2 separate regions of the Mus musculus genome follow, and region 2 is linked to region 1. Evidence: chromatin contacts called from public promoter capture Hi-C data. All regions are on one chromosome and are shown on one strand. Each heading gives the region's core, a stretch centred on a gene start, on an enhancer-like site or on the middle of the called end of the contact. The rest is flanking DNA. Distances are from core to core; before and after follow the strand shown. Region 1 overlaps Ube2g1 (ubiquitin-conjugating enzyme E2G 1). Region 2 overlaps Ankfy1 (ankyrin repeat and FYVE domain containing 1).

Region 1 (2,860 bases), core at 259-2,758:
ATTTCTATTTACTAAAACCCCAGGATCTATTATCTATGACAATAAGTGTTTGACAAGCTAATGGTTGGCTAAAAAAAAAAAAAAGTAACATCACAGGAAACAGCCACAATATTGATAACTAAGTAAAAAAGTTTAGAATCCTTAAGAAATTCTGAGAAGTATATCTGCACCTCAGAGGGAAGAAGACAGAAACAGAGAAAATTAACACAAACCTGTTCTGGGAGGACCTGCTCCACTAACAAGTGAAATGGCCTTTTTTATTCCAAGTCAGAGTAATAATCTCACACATTAACAACAACTAGTCACAGACCCAATGCATTCAAGTCTGAATAAAGATCAGGAGCACATTGTCTACCATCTTCAGTCTCCCTCACCCCCTCCAATAAACACAAAGAAGAAATTGGTACTCTGGAGAAATTCTTACAAAAGAATTTTTCATTGTGGTACACATGAATGACAGAGAATACATCAGTCATAACTTCAAAGAATTTCATCTGCTCTGCATGGTAATTTATGATATAAAAAATAACCTTTAATGACTTTCAATGACTATAAGTAAAAAAGAAATTAATCATAAATAAAAAGTAATTAATCATCATAAGTAAAAAGTAATTAACCATCCTTTCTTGATACACAGAAACATACATAACAATCAGAATTCTACTATGTGCAAGCGGTTTATACATCTTCAGAAAGAATTATAATTAAGGGTTTACCAAATCTCAAGTCATTAACAAAACACAGTATCTGACACAAAGACTTGATCAAAATCATTTGTCTTTGTGTTCCAGAGAACAACAGATTTTGACATGGCTACTCTGCAACTGTTTTGAACCCATCTTCTCAAAAACAAAACAGTTTCACCTTTTGCCATTACAAGTAGTAAAAGCATTTGTAGATAGAAGGTAAATTGAAAAGTCTGCTCACAGACATACATAATAAAACTGAATGAAGTAGTGAAGCCACTGGCAAAATGAAACAAACAAAACAACCCCACATTAAAATAGCAGACCTGATGCTGAAGAGAATAAACTTAGGAAAGATTATCAAGAAAATAACATACATCAGAACATAACAAAGGAAGCATTTAGTAAATAATGAAATAGAACCAGAAATGTAGATGAGCAATTATATAACTAATGCTTAAGAAAGAAATCCCAAAATTAAAGCATATTAAAAGATATCTAAGAAACTTTCCTGAGCCCACAGATTGAGATGGCTTACCATTAACAGGAAAATGTAATAGAGAATCACACCAAGAGCGAGATACATTCTGATGAAGTTACTGAACTTCAAGGATAAAGAAAGAAATCTGCCAATACTCAGGCAGAAGTAGGTCACCTACACAGGGAAAAAAGTCAGGCTGGCCCCAGACTTCTCTCTAGCAACCCTATACACCAAAAGATAGGGGAACAGGCTGCTGGGTTTTAAAGGAAAGGGAATGTAGCTCGAAATTCTGTAACCAGACAAAGCATCCTTTCACTTTGAAAGCCATGAATAGTGTTTTTAAACATAAGAATGCTGAGACTAAGCCGGACGTGGTGGTGCACGCCCTTTAATCCCAGCACTGGGGAGGCAAAGGCAGGGGGATTTCTGAGGCCAGCCTGGTCTACAGAGTGAGTTCCAGGACAGCCAAGGCTACAGAGAAAAACCCTGTCTCAAAAAAACCAAAAAAAAAAAAAAAAAAGAATGCTGAAACTATTGCCTTCAAAAGCAGCTGTTCTCAGAACAGATACTTGATAAATAGACTAAAGTGTATTAAGGCTTTAGCTTTACAGTAACAACCACAGGTCAACTACAAACTACAAAGGTTCGTTAATGTTCAAAAGTTCTAAAATGCACTCAATTTCACAATTTAGCTTATCTGAAATCAGCATCCATATTACAACTGATGATGTCATGGTTTGACAACATTTATCCATGTTAGCAGTTTATTACATGTTGGCTTTATTACAAGATAATAAAACATTTTAAATTGATGGTATCCTAAACAAAATGAAATAAAGTATTTTTGTAAGATGAGAAGAATGATGAGAGCAAATTAAAAAGTAATTTTAAAAGATGATGAGGGGCTGGTGAGATGGCTCAGTGGGTAAGAGCACCCGACTGCTCTTCCGAAGGTCCGGAGTTCAAATCCCAGCAACCACATGGTGGCTCGCAACCATCTGTAACAAGATCTGATGCCCTCTTCTGGAGTGTCTGAAGACAGCTACAGTGAACTTACATATAATAAATAAATAAATCTTAAAAAAAAAAAAAAAAAAGAGTTAAACTAGTATAAAAAAAATCTATTGTAAAAAAAAAAAAAAAAAGATGATGAAGTCGGGCGGTGGTAGCGCACACCTTTAATCCCAGCACTTGGGAGGCAGAGACAGGCGGATTTCTGAGTTCGAGGCCAGCCTGGTCTACAGAGTGAGTTCCAGGACAGCCAAGACTATACAGAGAAACCCTGTCTCAAAAAACAAAACAAAACAAAACAAAACAAAAAGATGATGAAAATCAAGCAGAAACACAGGCAACAACAACAAAAAACGACTAATATTATTACAGAAGTAAAACCAAATTCACATTATGTGAACAAGTAAAAGCATCTTAAACTGGGTCCAAAAATAACTAACCTTGATCCAACTATATACGGAGTCTACATGAGACAAACCTAAAAAGGTGACTTTGAGAAGTTAAAAGTAAAAGGTTAGACAAAAGTGTATCAGGCAGATATAAACACTTTTAGAACTCATTAAATTAAAAATGAAACAACATTGAGAGCCAAAAGACAGAGTCACTTTTTCTAGTGATCAAAATCTAGCCAGACATGGTTGCCAACACCTCTTATGCCAGATCTCTAGAAGGAAGCAAATAG
Region 2 (2,826 bases), core at 279-2,778, 92 kb before region 1:
AGGGAACTGGAAGCGAGGCCCTAGATAAGGTTCTCAGCAACAAGGAAACAAAGCATTCCACACACTTCAACCTAAACATGGCCAGGATATGGCTCCCAGTCACAGCTGACTGCCTGTCAACTACTGTGAGGGAGTCAGAAGTTCCTTACTGCAAACATCCAGCCACTTGCTTTCCTCAAGTCACTAACAATGCCAGGAAAATGAGACATTAGTGTAATAATTTTTCCCCATAAAAACATTCCTAACCAATGCTAAGCAGTTTTTAAATACACATGCAATGCTTCTTTCAGTTTTATGACAGTTTTAATTAGGGCAAACCATATTTAATACTCCTTGTTTTAAAATTTACTACAAATAATTGGTCAGGAGAAGCCCATTTAGGAAATCTATTGGTCTATGTGGGTTACTACAATTTTTTTAGTAGTGAAAAAACTAGAATTGTTATGAAAGGACTCATCACCTTGCTTAGGTCAGATTAATCAAAGGAGATGGTAACACTGCCTTATGTGGGTCTCCTATGGCCTCACAGACCCTAACAACACCAAATTCTTGTGACAGACGAGTGCTCTGGCTCAGTGGAATGCCCACTACTGTGCATCTTGAAGTAGACCTCATTCATATTTTAATGAACCTCTACCACTCATTAAAGAATTAGAAGCAAGGTCAATAGGCAAGCTTAAAGGTAGCACTCAATCATTTGGGTAAAGTTAACCAAGTAACATCAAGCCGAAGAAGGCACTGTCAAGTAATTCCTCAGAAGGATATGTTAGCACACATCTAAAACCCAGAACACAGGAGGCAGAGGCAGGAGCACTGCAGGTCTGGGGCCAGGCTCTAGATAGCCAGTGTTTCAGTGGGACCTCAAAGAAAAGACAATTCCCTATGGGGTCTGATTCTGGCACTCCACTGCTCGGGCAAGGTGAAGGCCACTGTGTTTACTCTATCAGCAACAGGTAGTCATAGTATGAGGGACACCCCAATCCTGTCTCACTGTGCTAAAAGCCTGCTAAAGCAGAAAGATCCCTTTCCATTTACACACAAGAAAAGATGACACTATGGACAAGTGACTGTCATCAAAGCAACATAGAAGCCAGGATTCAAGCAAGTCTGTGCTCTGTACACTACAGCATGCTGCACTCTTTTTGAAGTCTGCTATATTCACACTGTGATCCACATACTTCCAGACAATTCACAAATTCAGAATGGAAGATTAAATCACCCTAGAACACTCATCAACACTATCTTGGCAATTCCTGTAGCTAAGCAATCACCCAAATATTTAGGAAGTCATGAGAGATGTTCTTTCATAAAACATAAGAATTCAGCTCCCAGAGAAGAAAGGAACTTAATTGTTTTTTTAGTAACAAGTGAATCTGTTTCCAAAGTAAACACTTGAGACACTAAACAGTGGGAAAGAACAATTCCCTACGGGGTAGAAACTTTCCCCAATGAACACAAACTCTGAGCTAAGTGCTGTGTGTGCTTGGAAAAACGCATCTGCTCTCCACAGCGACTTGTTCTAAGGGTTCCCTACTCAGTGATGAGTAAAACTTTCCTCTCTATTAGCCAGCAAGCTCAACCCTCTGCATAGTTCAAACAGATTTTTACTAAAACTTTTGCCCACAAAGGAGAGAAAGCCGCAGCTGCACATCACCAGCATTCAAACAGTACATCCTGCTAAGGGACAGAACTGTGCCTGATAACACAGCAGGGTCATCTGCTGATGGAAATCCATCTTCTAACTCTCATGAATGATGCAACCACAAACACACAAATACCTCTGTGGCTCCTAACATAGAAATTCCCACCTGTATACCACCAAGAATGGCACCAACTATCGTTTTTGAGAAATCTCCACATTGCTGTTTCATAGTGGCTATACAAGTTTACATTCTCAAAAGTAACAATAAACAGAATTTGGGAGGCAAAGGCAAGCCTCTGTGAGTTCACAGCCAACTGGTCTACACAGTGAGACTCTGTCTAAAAAATTGAAACAAAAAAGAAAACAGAATTCCTTTCTCCATGTCCTCACTGGCACCGGTAAGGATTTTTAAAAGATTTATTTATATCTTTTGATATTTGTTTTCCGGAGTCAGTTGTGTCCTTCCTTCTACCATGGGTCCTGAGAATCACACTCGGATCATCAGGCTTGTCAGGCAACAAGTGCTTAATTGTCTCTTGGCCCTGTCATTTATTTTCCTAAAGACAATCATTCGGAACCGGAATGAGATGGACTCCCAAAGCAGTTTTAATGTGTATTTTCCTGTTGGGTGAGGCTGTAGAACACTTTTAACATTTTATTTACCATTTGCATATCCTTTCTTGAGACCTGACAATTTAGATTATTTATTGATTGGATGTGTAGGTGTTGAATTTCTGCAGTTCTTTACATCTACTGAGTATCAGCCATCTGCTACATAACCTGAAAGGCACTTTCCTGCTATCTCTTCCCTCTGGTGACTGTTCTCTTTGTTGCCCAAAGCTTCTTCATTTTGATTTTGCGGGCTATTTCCTTGCTACTAGAGTACTGTTCAGGAAACCCTCGCCATGCCTGCATCTTGAGGAATTTTAGCTATGCTTCTTTCCTCTAGCACAGTGGTGCTCAACCTTTCTAATGTCACAGCCCTTTAATACAGTTCCTCGTGTGTGGCTATCCCCAACCATAAAATGATTTCATTACTACTTTGTAACTGTAATTTTGCTATTCTTATGAATTGCTATTCTCATGGCTGTTGGCAAGTGCAACAAGCACTGAGCCACCATGCTCTCTCCAGCCCCTCCAATGCATGTTTCTGACAGAGTTCTCAAGATTGGAATGATATACCA

What was found. Promoter capture Hi-C pulls out the DNA fragments that hold promoters and counts their contacts.
Region 2: a contact with region 1 is called in a promoter capture Hi-C map of embryonic stem cells, with 2.9 times the contacts expected there. The contact joins two enhancer-like sites. A contact is called at or near these places in 8 of 39 promoter capture datasets (the C10 cell line, the HPC-7 cell line, cranial neural crest and 4 more), 4 of 15 datasets of contacts at CTCF or cohesin (CD8 T cells, the NIH/3T3 cell line, large pre-B cells and 1 more), 23 of 484 Hi-C or Micro-C datasets (B cells, the BV-2 cell line, the CH12 cell line and 16 more) and 3 of 115 datasets of contacts at active chromatin or transcription factors (the HPC-7 cell line and embryonic stem cells).

What each region holds. Positions count from the first base shown.
Region 1 is chr11:72,641,624-72,644,483 of GRCm38.p6, reverse strand. The region is part of intron 1 of Ube2g1 (ubiquitin-conjugating enzyme E2G 1); the gene reads right to left. Among named protein-coding and RNA genes, the nearest start is that of Gm24143, 27 kb to the right of the region's middle. Within about 2 kb of position 1,508, at least 10 of the 459 cell types and tissues checked have an H3K27ac peak or open chromatin away from gene starts, as enhancers often do. A contact at or near this core is called in embryonic stem cells, where this site is marked.
Region 2 is chr11:72,733,748-72,736,573 of GRCm38.p6, reverse strand. The region is part of intron 7 of Ankfy1 (ankyrin repeat and FYVE domain containing 1); the gene reads right to left. Among named protein-coding and RNA genes, the nearest start is that of Gm46287, 30 kb to the left of the region's middle. Within about 2 kb of position 1,528, at least 47 of the 459 cell types and tissues checked have an H3K27ac peak or open chromatin away from gene starts, as enhancers often do. A contact at or near this core is called in embryonic stem cells, where this site is marked.